Linked DNA regions of Callithrix jacchus: region 1 is linked to region 2. The links are chromatin contacts, called in public Hi-C maps. All regions are on one chromosome and are shown on one strand. The core of a region is the stretch at or near the end of the contact, and the rest is flanking DNA. Distances in the headings are between cores, read along the strand shown. Region 1 holds the start of LCOR (ligand dependent nuclear receptor corepressor). Region 2 overlaps PIK3AP1 (phosphoinositide-3-kinase adaptor protein 1).

Region 1 (5,609 bases), core at 906-3,405, 200 kb before region 2:
AACAAGCAGAGATAAAGCAGAGTACAGGATAACCGATAGCCAAAAGACTGTTTTCTGGAGGGCAGCACTGGTCTTGGATTGGCAGGAGGGGAATTTTAAAATATACTCATGAGACAAATTATACCAAAAAACTGACTCATGCCTTTATTATTTGCACAAGCATATGTGTTAAAATGTACTTTTAACCTTTGGACAACCAAAGTGGTATCAGATACCTTAAAGCATTGTTACCTATATTAACTACGGTGTTACAGTCTAAATCCTTAACAAAACTCACGTTATACATTTTCGTAATGAAAAGCTGCCGAAATGGAAAGGCTTATATTCTTTAAGTCAAGGTTACCTGATTTTTCACTTGTTTAAAGTTTCAGTTTTGCTTTTCAATCTAGTATCAAAAACATCTCTTGTGGGACATTGTAAAGGGCAGACCCTCCTGTCAAGCCAGAAGGCTTAAACACAAAGACATTGAGCTAACCAAGTGCTGTAATTCTTCCAAACTGAGCCTCTCCACACCCCCTCCACCCTTCCCCCCAACAGATATGTCTATTAAATCAGTGTCTGTTCTCCCCCTCGCACAACAAAGAGAACTTCTCACCGCATGAAATTGCCGCTGAATGGACACCAGAAAGCAGGATTTGCATAATTCCTTCCAACGAAACCCTGTCGGGAAGGAGGGGATGAGGGGCCCAAGCGAACGGATAGAATCTCGTAGATTCTGCGGGGGAAGACCTGGTTCCCAAGAATATTGCCCTAGGGGAGAAGGGGCTGGAATTCTGTGTCTCCCCGAGGACTGGGCGTGGGGGACAGAGGACGGCGAGAGGGCATCTCCCCACACGCCAGCAGCACCGAAGCAAAGACCGGGAAGTAACAATGCTGGAGGACAGGAGAGTCAGACACAAGGATGGACTGGGGCTAGGGGGCGGCGGGCGGAGCGGAGACACCACACGGGCCACTTACTTTTTGGAGGGGGGTTAAATATATGAGTTAAGCCCTTATGGTCCCGCCGGCCGCCGCACAGAGGGAAACGGGACCTTGGGAGAGAAAAACAGACAAAACACACAGTGTGAGAGGCGCAGCTCGGCCGCCCTGCCCCTCCCGGAGCGCCCCAGTCCGCGCTCCCTCCGGCCCGCAGGGGAAAGCCACCCGCGGGCGGCCCAAGGTCCGGGAGGCTGGGGACCGACAGGGCAACGGGCGAGGCTGCGGCTCCGGCCAATCCCCGGGAGGAAACGAAAGCGACCCCCGCCGGGGATCCTCGTTCGGACCCGGTCCCACCCCCTCCTCCCCGCCTCACGACACCGAACACAAATACGCACACACCGACCCGTGCGTCGAGGATTAACTCCCCGGCCGCCGCCGCCCGCAGAGGAAGTGCAGCCGCTGCCCCCCGCGGCCATGACACCCCACTCGGCTCGGTCAGGCGCACCCGGGGACTGTGACAGCTCCGGCTCCCTCCGCCCCCATCTCCACCTCACGCTTCGCACACGCCCGAGTGCCGGGCGCCCGCCTGCCGCCCGCCGCGCGTGCACGCAGGGCTAGGGGCGCGCCCCGCGCGTGGGGGAGGGGTGGCGCGGGAGGAGGACGGGGGCGGCCGGAGCGCGGGTTGGGGCCGAGCACGCCCGCGCCCCTCGCATCACCCCTAGTGGAGAGGCAGCGCCGCGGGGCGAGTCGCCACAATAAGCCGGTAGCGGCGCCAGGGCGCCGGGCCCGGAGCGGGAGCGGGGAGGGGGGAGCGAGTGGGCGGTGAGGAGGAGCGGGAGGGGGAGGAACACGCGCTCCCGCCGAGAGTCCGCCCCGGGAGGCGCGCGGAGAGGAGGGGCCGGCGCGCGCGCGGCGGAGCGGGGGAGCCCGCCTGGAGGTCGCGCGCGCTCGCACTCCGGGGGGTGGGGGAGGGGGACGCTCCAGCCTAAGAGGGCGGGCGGGCCGGAGCAGCAATTGCCACTTCCCCGGCTCCCTCCCTGGTCGGGGGCGGCCGGCGGACGAGTGGCCTGAGGGCCCGCGACGGCGGGCGGAGGGTCTCACCTACACAGTGAATGAGCTTGTGGCGCCACGAATCCAGTTCTTGCCGAAAGCCGCGTCTCTCAACGGAGCATTGCTGCCGCCTACACACCCTCGCCATCTTCTGCCGCCCGCCCGGCCCTGCCTCCGCCGCGGCCCCGCGCACGCCCAGCCGCGTCGCCCGGGGCCGCGCACGCACCCGCGGCCCGGGCGTCGCACCTCCCGCCGGGGGCGGTGCGGGGGCAGGGCCGGCCTCACCTCGCCGTGGCCCCAGCATGGCCCCGGGAGGCCAGGGCCCGCGCGCCGCCCGCGTCTCGCCGCCACCCGGGCTGCGATCCCGCCGTCCTTCTCCCCTACTCCACGGCGGCCGTAGTCTCTGGCCGCCCCGGACGGCGCATTCCCACGGCCGATGCTCAGCCCCGCCGGCCCCGCACCGCCCTCGTACACTCCCCCAAGGCCACGGCTGCCCCCGCCCTCCCCGGGGCTTTTTGTTTTTTACGCCAGCCCCATTTATCACTTCCAACCTGCCTATCGCTTGGCACCAACTGTTGCAAGTTCCGTAGAAACTGCTGCTCTGAACTTCTGGGTCGAAACTGCTCTTCCCCAGAGCCTGCTTAAGAGGCAGAAATAAGAATAAATGCCCGGATGCCCGTGGAGGCACTGAGCTCTAAGGTTTTCAAAGGTGAAATGAATACGGGTTATTAAGTCATTCGGAGACTTCGCCAACATTGGGAAACCCAGTAAAAAGTGGAAATCAAGCGTTTTAAATTAAATGTATATATATATAGGTTTCTACTAGCAAGACTGATCGTAGCCGAAATTCTCAAGGAATTTCGGAATATTGTGCTCAAGTGAGAATGATTTTAATATTTCAAGAAACAGACTTAATTAGGAATACTTAAAGCAGTGTATTGGAAGTGCTTTCATTTCAGGTTTCAGGAAAGGGCTGGAAGAGAAATATTTTCGATGACCAAACCTCTTGGAATAATTGAATCACACTGCACAGAGAACTATCTGTGTCATTTAAACGTAATGCGGTCTTAATTTTGTGACTGTTACCTCGAAGAGAACGAGAAGAGAGCAGAAAGGGGAACGAAAGGAGACAGGGAAAAGTGGGGTAGGAAAAAAAAAGCAGAAGAGATCGCCCCATAGCAGTAGGCCTAGTACCCTAGGATTCTGTTCTCTTCCCCCCCACCTTTGGTGTTTAAGATTAAGGACAGTGCATTCCTGCCTTTAGAAATTTAAATTTAAGTTTGAAGACTTAATTTTAATTGCTGTAGTAAGTAAAGCAAAGTCGTTAAATACTTGACTTCAGGAATCCCATTGGTGTATTGATTTAGGTCTTTTCAAAGGTGGTGGTCCTGGTTCTCTGCACCAGCCACTGGTGGAATTGCAGAATCGTATATCTACCCATACACAGTTGGACTGGGTGGGCCTCGGGTACGGGTGGCTTGAAATGCAAATGCAAAGGTCAGAAGACAACTTCCCCTCCCCTCACTCCTACCGCACTTCGCCACTCTTAAAATATTGATCTTTCCACAATTCTCAAACGTCCACAATATTTCATTGGCTTAAGAGTACTGTCCACCAGGTGTGGTGGCTCATGCCGCTAATCCCAGGACTTTGGGAGGCCTAGGAAGACGGATCACAAGGTCAGGAGTTCGAGACCCGCCTGACCAATATGGTGAAACCCCGTTTCTACTAAAACTACAAAAAAAAAAAAAAAAAAAAAAGGCCGGGCGCGGTGGCTCACGCCTGTAATCCACACACTTTGGAGGCCAAGGCGGGCGGGTCACCTGAGGTCGGGAGTTCAAGACCAGCCTGTGACCAACATGGTGAAACCCCGTCTTTAAAAAAAATAATTTAAAATAAAAATTAAAAAATTAGTCGGACACGGTGGCGGGTGCCTGTAGTCCCAGCTACTCGGGAGGGTGAGGCAGGAGAATCGCTTGACCCCGGGAGGCGGAGGTTGCAGTGAGCCGAGATCCTGTCATTGCACTCCAGGCTGGACGACACGACGCGACTCCGTCTCGGAAGGGAAAAAAAAGTAGTGTCAAATGAGCACGCTAGGAAGTATTGAGTTTCTGGGTACATAATACATAATAATGTCCTGAGTGATGAGGGGAAAGAACTAATACGAGATAAAAAATGGCTGTCAACAACCATCCTTCACGTGTGATAGCAGGACATCTTGTGTCACTTGAAACTTCCTTTCTTCGCCGCTAGGTGGCGAGTTTTAGTCTTTTGCAGCCTTTAACCAAGTTTCTATCTTGTTTGAAGGAAGTATAGTTTAGTTTCAAATAAATAACGTGTAATTCTAAAATGAGTAAATAATGAGTGCATTTTCCAACCACCCCACGTTAATTTGTTTAAAAAACAATCAAGCCAAGAGTAATAATTCCTCGACATAATCTTAGTCTCAGATGTATGGATTCAGAGAATCCTAGAGGCTTCAGAGATCAATTCTGTGAATGCTCTTAATTATGAAATTGGAAGCCCAGGCAAATAAGGTGACTTGACCAAGATTACATAGTTACTTGGTAGAGGAAGGGCAACAAAGCCGGGAGGCAAGTTTCCCACTTTCCAATTTAATGCTAGTTCCACTCTAAGTCCCAGTTTCTGCTTCACTTATTTTGAGTTGGGAACTAACTCATGGTTGACTCGTCACCAAGACCTATTTGGAAGAAAGGATAAGGGAGGCAATAATAACAGCTAATATTCATTGAGTATATACTGTATGTTTATCATTGCAGCATTATTTCACTCCATCCAAATAATAATGCTATGAGTAGATATTTACCACATTTTCCAAATTAGGCACACAAGACTCAGATGCGTTAAACACGTTTTCAAGATCACATAGCTACCAAATTCCCACTAAGATCTCTGTGACTCTAAGCCCCTCTAAATTGCCTTACAAGTAGAAAATTGGCTGGGCCTGATGGCTCATGCCTATAATTCCAGCACTTTGGGAGGTGAAGGCGGGCAGATCACCTGAGGTCAGGAGTTCAAGACCAGACTGGCCAACAAGGTGAAACCCTGTCTCTACTAAAAATACAAAAATGATGGCTGGGTGAGCTGGCTCACACCTGTAATCCTAGCACTTTGGGAGGTCGAGGCGGGCAGATCACTTGAGGTCAGGAGTTTAAAACCAACCTGGCCAACACAGTGAAACCCCATCTCTACTAAAAATACAAAAAAAAAAAAAAATTAGGCGTGGTGGTGGGCTCCTGTAATCCCAGCTACATGGGAGGAGAATCTCTTGAACCCAGGAGGCAAAGGTTGCAGTGAGCCAAGATTGCACCACTGCACTCCAACCTGGGTGACAGGGGGAGACTCCGTCTCAAAAAAAAAAAACACCTATCTTCATGAACCCTCAGACTCTGGAGTTAGGTATTGGTTTTTTAAGCCAGCTTTTGTGGAAATTGCCTTTGATTAACCTATTAAAGAGGAAAAGGAGGCCAGGCGCAGTGGCTCACGCCTATAATCCCAGCACTTTGGGAGGCCAAGGTGGGTGGATCACAAGGTCAAGAAATCGAGACCATCCTGGTCAACAGGGTGAAACCCCATCTCTACTAAAAATACAAAAATTAGCTGGGCATGGTGGCACGTGC
Region 2 (5,166 bases), core at 1,626-4,125:
ATCAACCTGGGCAGCATGGCAAGACCTCATTTCTACAAAAAGTAAAAAAAATTAGCTGAGCATGGTGGCACATGCCTGTGGTCCCAGTTACTCAGGAAGCTCAGGTGGGAGAATTGCTTGAGCCTGGGCATTCAAGGAGGCAGTGAGCCGTGACTGCACCACTGCATTCCAGCCTGGGTAGCAAAATGGGACCCTGTCCCAAAGAAAAAAGACCCCACATATTTAAAGCACCAACTTCCACACCTTGTTATGTAAGAGATAAAATGTCTTTGTTAAGGACAAGCTTATGTAACATTAAATAAACTCAAGGCAAATGTCTGTGGGTGTTTTTACTATCTCCTCATCTTTTTCTCACTTAGTTCTTTGGCCCTGCCCTTACCTTGGAGAATGATATGGTAGTCCTGGTGGTCCCTGGACCTAGGTAATTAATTTTATGTTGAAATGCACAGTCACTGGTCACCTCTCTGAGGCTCTGGGTAGAAAAGCCTTGGGAGGCAGTTCTGGGAGGCCCTTGTCCAGTTTGTTTCCAAGATAATCTGCTTTGTGGGTTGTAGCTTTGCTTCAATACCTGAAAGCCTCAATTTTCTTCCGTAAGGAGAATGGAGCAAAAGGAGAAAGGCATTATCATCTTGCCTGTAGAAACTGCAGACTCACTAATCAATCCCAGAGGGCTGTTCTGCTTCATGTTACCCTGCATTGAACTTTTCTTCTGAACCCCTGATCCCTACCTCATGTTTCTGTAGCTCAAGTGTTTATGTAGTGGAAAGCTGACTTAGCTCTAGCTAACTTGCCGGCTTCCCTTAGCAACCTCCTTGGTAACTGGCATCTTTGTAACAGATTATTTCCAGCAGTGTTTTCTTTACCCGAGCTCTCTGATTACAGCCCCTCTCTGCAAGCTGGGTTCTGTCTGAGCTGGGGGCACACTTGGGGACTGTAAAGGACCTCACAGCCCAGCTCTGTAGGTCTGAACTCAGCAGAAGGACGATTTGTATGCAAAATGAATAAATTACTGGTTTGCTTATGAAACATGCTGCCTCTCCTATCTGTACCCTTTTCTTTCAGGAGCCTCCCTTCCTCCTGCTGAGGCTCTGTCATCCTCCTGCCATCCTTTTTGGGAAGATTCTGGCAAGTAGAGCCAAGAGATGCTTCTGGGCCAGTGCGCCTGGGTGCATAGCATGAGTTCTTATCTGCAAGGACAGAACCCACTGGGAAGCAGGGAGATGAGCTCAAGGTACTTCCTGACTTCCTATTGCTTTCTGCTCCTCCAGAAATACAAGAACTGTGTTGGGGACATAGGGACTTAGTGAAAGCATGCTGGATTGAATGTTTTAATGTTAAAAAGATAAAATCCCCATCACCAGCAGCAACCTTGCTCCCGTCTGAACCTGCACAGATTGCAGGGGGACTGCATGCTTTCCTTGGGACACTGCACACACATCCCCTTGGGCTCTAGTTACATGTTTCTCTGGTTACCCTCTCCTGGCCTCGAAAGGAAGCATGTCTTAGAGCTCTGTATCATCCACAGTGCCCAACCCAGGGCTGTACACAATAGGTGTTCAACCATTTCTTGAATTTGAGATACCAGAAAATAAGATGTAATTCTTGACTTTGTGGGTGGAATAGTGTGTCGATATTCCAATGCAAAGACCCCATCTACCTGAGAGGTGGTATTGAGACATCTCTTAGTGTCTCCAACCATGGGACATCTCGGTGGCAGTAACTCCATTGGTCACTACAAGCTGCCTTTTCTTTCATGCTCCCATGCATTTGACTGTGCTGTTCCTTCTACCTAAATTGCCTTTCTCTTTTCTCAGCTTGGCAAATGCCCAGTTTCCTTCATAAAGCCCAAATGCCTTCATATTCATGTGTACATTTGTTTTGCCTTTATTAGCTTGTTCATTCATTCACTCAACAAATATTTATCGAAGCTCTCATGTGTTTAATTCACACCGTGCCAGGTGACGATGAATCAGTAAACAAGCTGGCAGGAAACTTGCCTTTCAAAATGTACATTCTAGTGAAAGAGCTGGATATTAAACAAAAATACCATATAACTGAATATATAACCACAAACTGTGACAGTGCTATGGAGGAAGGAAAAGGACACTGCTTTGAGAATGCAGGTGGGGCTGTGTTCAGATGGGCTACCACATGTGACTCACTGCACAGCACCACAAATGCATCCCATAGACTAACTTCTGCATGGCAGAGGATCTTGTGCCTACCAGGGGTACTGTATTGAGGCATTTGTCTGCATAAGAAAACCACAAAACTTTTTTGCAGCTTCTCCTAGACTATCCTCAACTCCTTTTTCATTGCCAATGCCTTCTAATTTTAGACTGCTATTCTCGTGTGTGTGTGTGTGTGTGTGTGTGTGTGTGTGTGTGTCTTAGTCCATTTTCTGTTGCTATAACAGAGCACCATGGACTGGGTAATTTATAAAGAAAATAAATTTATTGCCGGGCGTGGTGGCTCATGCCTGTAATCCCAGCACTTTGGGAGGCCGAGGCGGGTGGATCACGAAGTCAAGAGATCAAGGCCATCCTGGTCAACATGGTGAAACCCCATCTCTACTAAGAATACAAAAAATTAGCTGGGCATGGTGGTGTGTGCCTGTAATCCCAGCTACTCAGGAGGCTGAGGCAGGAGAATTGCCTGAACCCAGGAGGCGGAGGTTATGGTGAGCTGAGATCGCGCCATTGCACTCCAGCCTGGGTAACAAGAGCGAAACTCCGTATCAAAAAAAAAAGGAATTTATTTAGCTCACAATTCTGGAGGCTGAGAAGTCCAAGAGCATGTGCTGGTGTCTGGTGAGGGCCCTCTTGTTGCATTATAACACTGTGGAAAGTATTCCCATGGCAAAAGAGCAAGAGCAGAAGAGGCAGAGAGGACTCGTTTTTATAACAAAGCTACTCTTGTGATAACAAACCCACTCCCACGATAGCAACATTAATCCATTCATGAGGATGGAGGGATTAAGTTTCTAACACATGAAATTTTGAGGGACACATTAAAATCATAGCATTCTGCTCCTAGCCTCCAAAATTCATGTCTTTCTCACATGCAAAATACATTCATTCCATTTCAGTTGCCCCAAAAGTCTCAACTCATTCCAACATCAACTCAGAAGTTCAAAGTACATAGTCCAAAGGCATCAGAACCAGGAAGCTGATTGTGTAATTCTCAGTCTGAGGCCAAAAGCCTGAGATCCTGAGGGGAGAGCAGCTAGTGTATGTCCTGAAGTCCAAAGGGCGGAGAGCCTAGAGTTCTGATGTCAACCAGGAGAAGAAGAGTGTATGCCAGTGTGTGCCAGCTCCTGGGGAGAAACCAATTCACCTTTTGTCTTTTTTGCTCTATTAGGACCCTCAGCTGATTAGATGATGCCTGCTTACACTGGGGGTGGATCTTTTCTATGCATTCCACTCAGACTCACATGCTCCTCTTCTGGAAACACCCTCACTCTAGGTATTCCCTAATAAAGTCAAGTTGACACCTAAAACTGACCATCACAGGCCAGGCATGGTGGCTCACGCCTGTAATCCCAGCACTTTGGGAGGCCAAAGTGGGCAGATTGCTTGAGTATGGGAGTCCACACTCAATCTGCCTGGGCAATACAGCAAAAACCCATCTCTAAAAATTTTTTTAAAAATTAGCCAGGCGTGGTGGGGCATGCCTGTAGTTAGGAGGCTCAGATGGGAGGATCAGCTGGGAAATCAAGGCTGCAGTGGGCAATGATTGCACCACTGCACTCCAGCCTGGGTGACAGAGTGGGACCCTGTCTCAAAAAAATAAAATAAATTAACCATCACTTGTGTGTGTGTGTGTGTGTGTGTGTGTGTCTGTGTCCTTCTCTCTCTTCCATCCCATTACTTCTTCTTTAGGGTATAGAAAAGTTGGACTTTTTAATTGACATAGTCAGTCAAACCATTCTACCCAGGGACAAACTGACCTGTTAGGCTTCAGGTTATTTTCAAATGTTTGACTACAATGCTTCTTGCTCTATGGCTCTCTTTTTGGCCACAAAAGATTCTTGCTGGGGAAAAAAGAAAAATTCTTTTGGCCTACTTTCAGGGTTTGAAAGCCTTTCTAGAAGAACAGTCTTTCAGTAGCTGACATTTTACTGAATTATATACTCAGACTTGGTTTTCTATTAAATTAACAGCATATAATCTGGATGGAATTTCCACTGCAGCTAAGTAGTCTGTGCCCCACGAGGAGTATTATATGGGTGTCTTTGAGAATTCACTATTACTCTTGATTCATTCCTTAATTAAGTGCCTGCCTGGGTGTTCTGGCTTCTGTTCAAGCTTCTTGCATTCCAGGAGTGGACTCTTTCTGATTGACTCCTTAAATCCAGTGCAGTGTGACTCTATGGCTTTTCCAGAAGGAGGCTGTGACCCCAGACTCTCCTTGTCATTGTTGTTGTTTTTCTTTGCTGAAATGAAAGAACTTTGCACTTTCTTCTCAGAACAGCAGGTTTCAGTGCATTTTGGGTTATTTTTAATTTGCAAGTTGGGATCTGAAGTACAAACCCTGAACGTTCAGGAATGCAGGGATTTGTTCCCTTACAAAATGCTCTTTGTCTAGGAACAGACTCCTTTCACTTACAGAATTTTCTGTGTAGTTCACTGTAGGCAAGGGTTGTGTGTACACGTGGGGTTGTCATATTTAGAGCTTGAGAGGGTCTTATCACTCATTAACTATAAGCAACCAGGTACCTTTAAAAAATGTATTATTATAAAGGTAATATCTGCTACTACCAGGACTTAGTGCTTAATTAGGTATGGAAATAGCATTTTAAAAGTAATTTCACATGGCAGTGCCAATTGGCCAGTATTTATTTATTTTTTTTTTTCTGAGATGGAATCTTGCTCTATCTCCCCCACTGGAGTACAGTGGTGTACTCACTGCAATCTCTACCTCCTGGGTTCAAGCAATTCTCCTGCCTCAGTCTCTTGAGTAGCTGAGATTACAGGTGTACACCACCAGGCCTGGCTAATTTTATTATTATTATTATTATTATTATTATTAATTTTTAGTAGAGACGGGGTTCATCATGTTGGCCAGGCTGGTCTCAAACTCCTGACCTCAGGTGATCCACCTGCTTTGGCCTCCCAAAGTGTTGGGGTTACAGGCATGAGACACTGCATCTAGCCTAGCTTTTCC

What was found. A called contact is a pair of places that touch in the nucleus more often than the background predicts.
Region 1: a contact with region 2 is called in a Hi-C map of induced pluripotent stem cells, with 4 times the contacts expected there. The contact joins the promoter of LCOR here to the enhancer-like site in region 2. A contact is called at or near these places in 2 of 3 Hi-C or Micro-C datasets (induced pluripotent stem cells and skeletal muscle).

What each region holds. Positions count from the first base shown.
Region 1 is chr12:89,684,283-89,689,891 of calJac240_pri, reverse strand. It overlaps LCOR (ligand dependent nuclear receptor corepressor), which reads right to left and starts at 2,155. Exons shown (of 7, transcript XM_078346173.1): 1 at 2,024-2,155; 2 at 958-1,031.
Region 2 is chr12:89,486,895-89,492,060 of calJac240_pri, reverse strand. The region is part of intron 8 of PIK3AP1 (phosphoinositide-3-kinase adaptor protein 1); the gene reads left to right. Among named protein-coding and RNA genes, the nearest start is that of TM9SF3, 54 kb to the right of the region's middle. Within about 2 kb of position 2,875, at least 4 of the 16 cell types and tissues checked have an H3K27ac peak or open chromatin away from gene starts, as enhancers often do.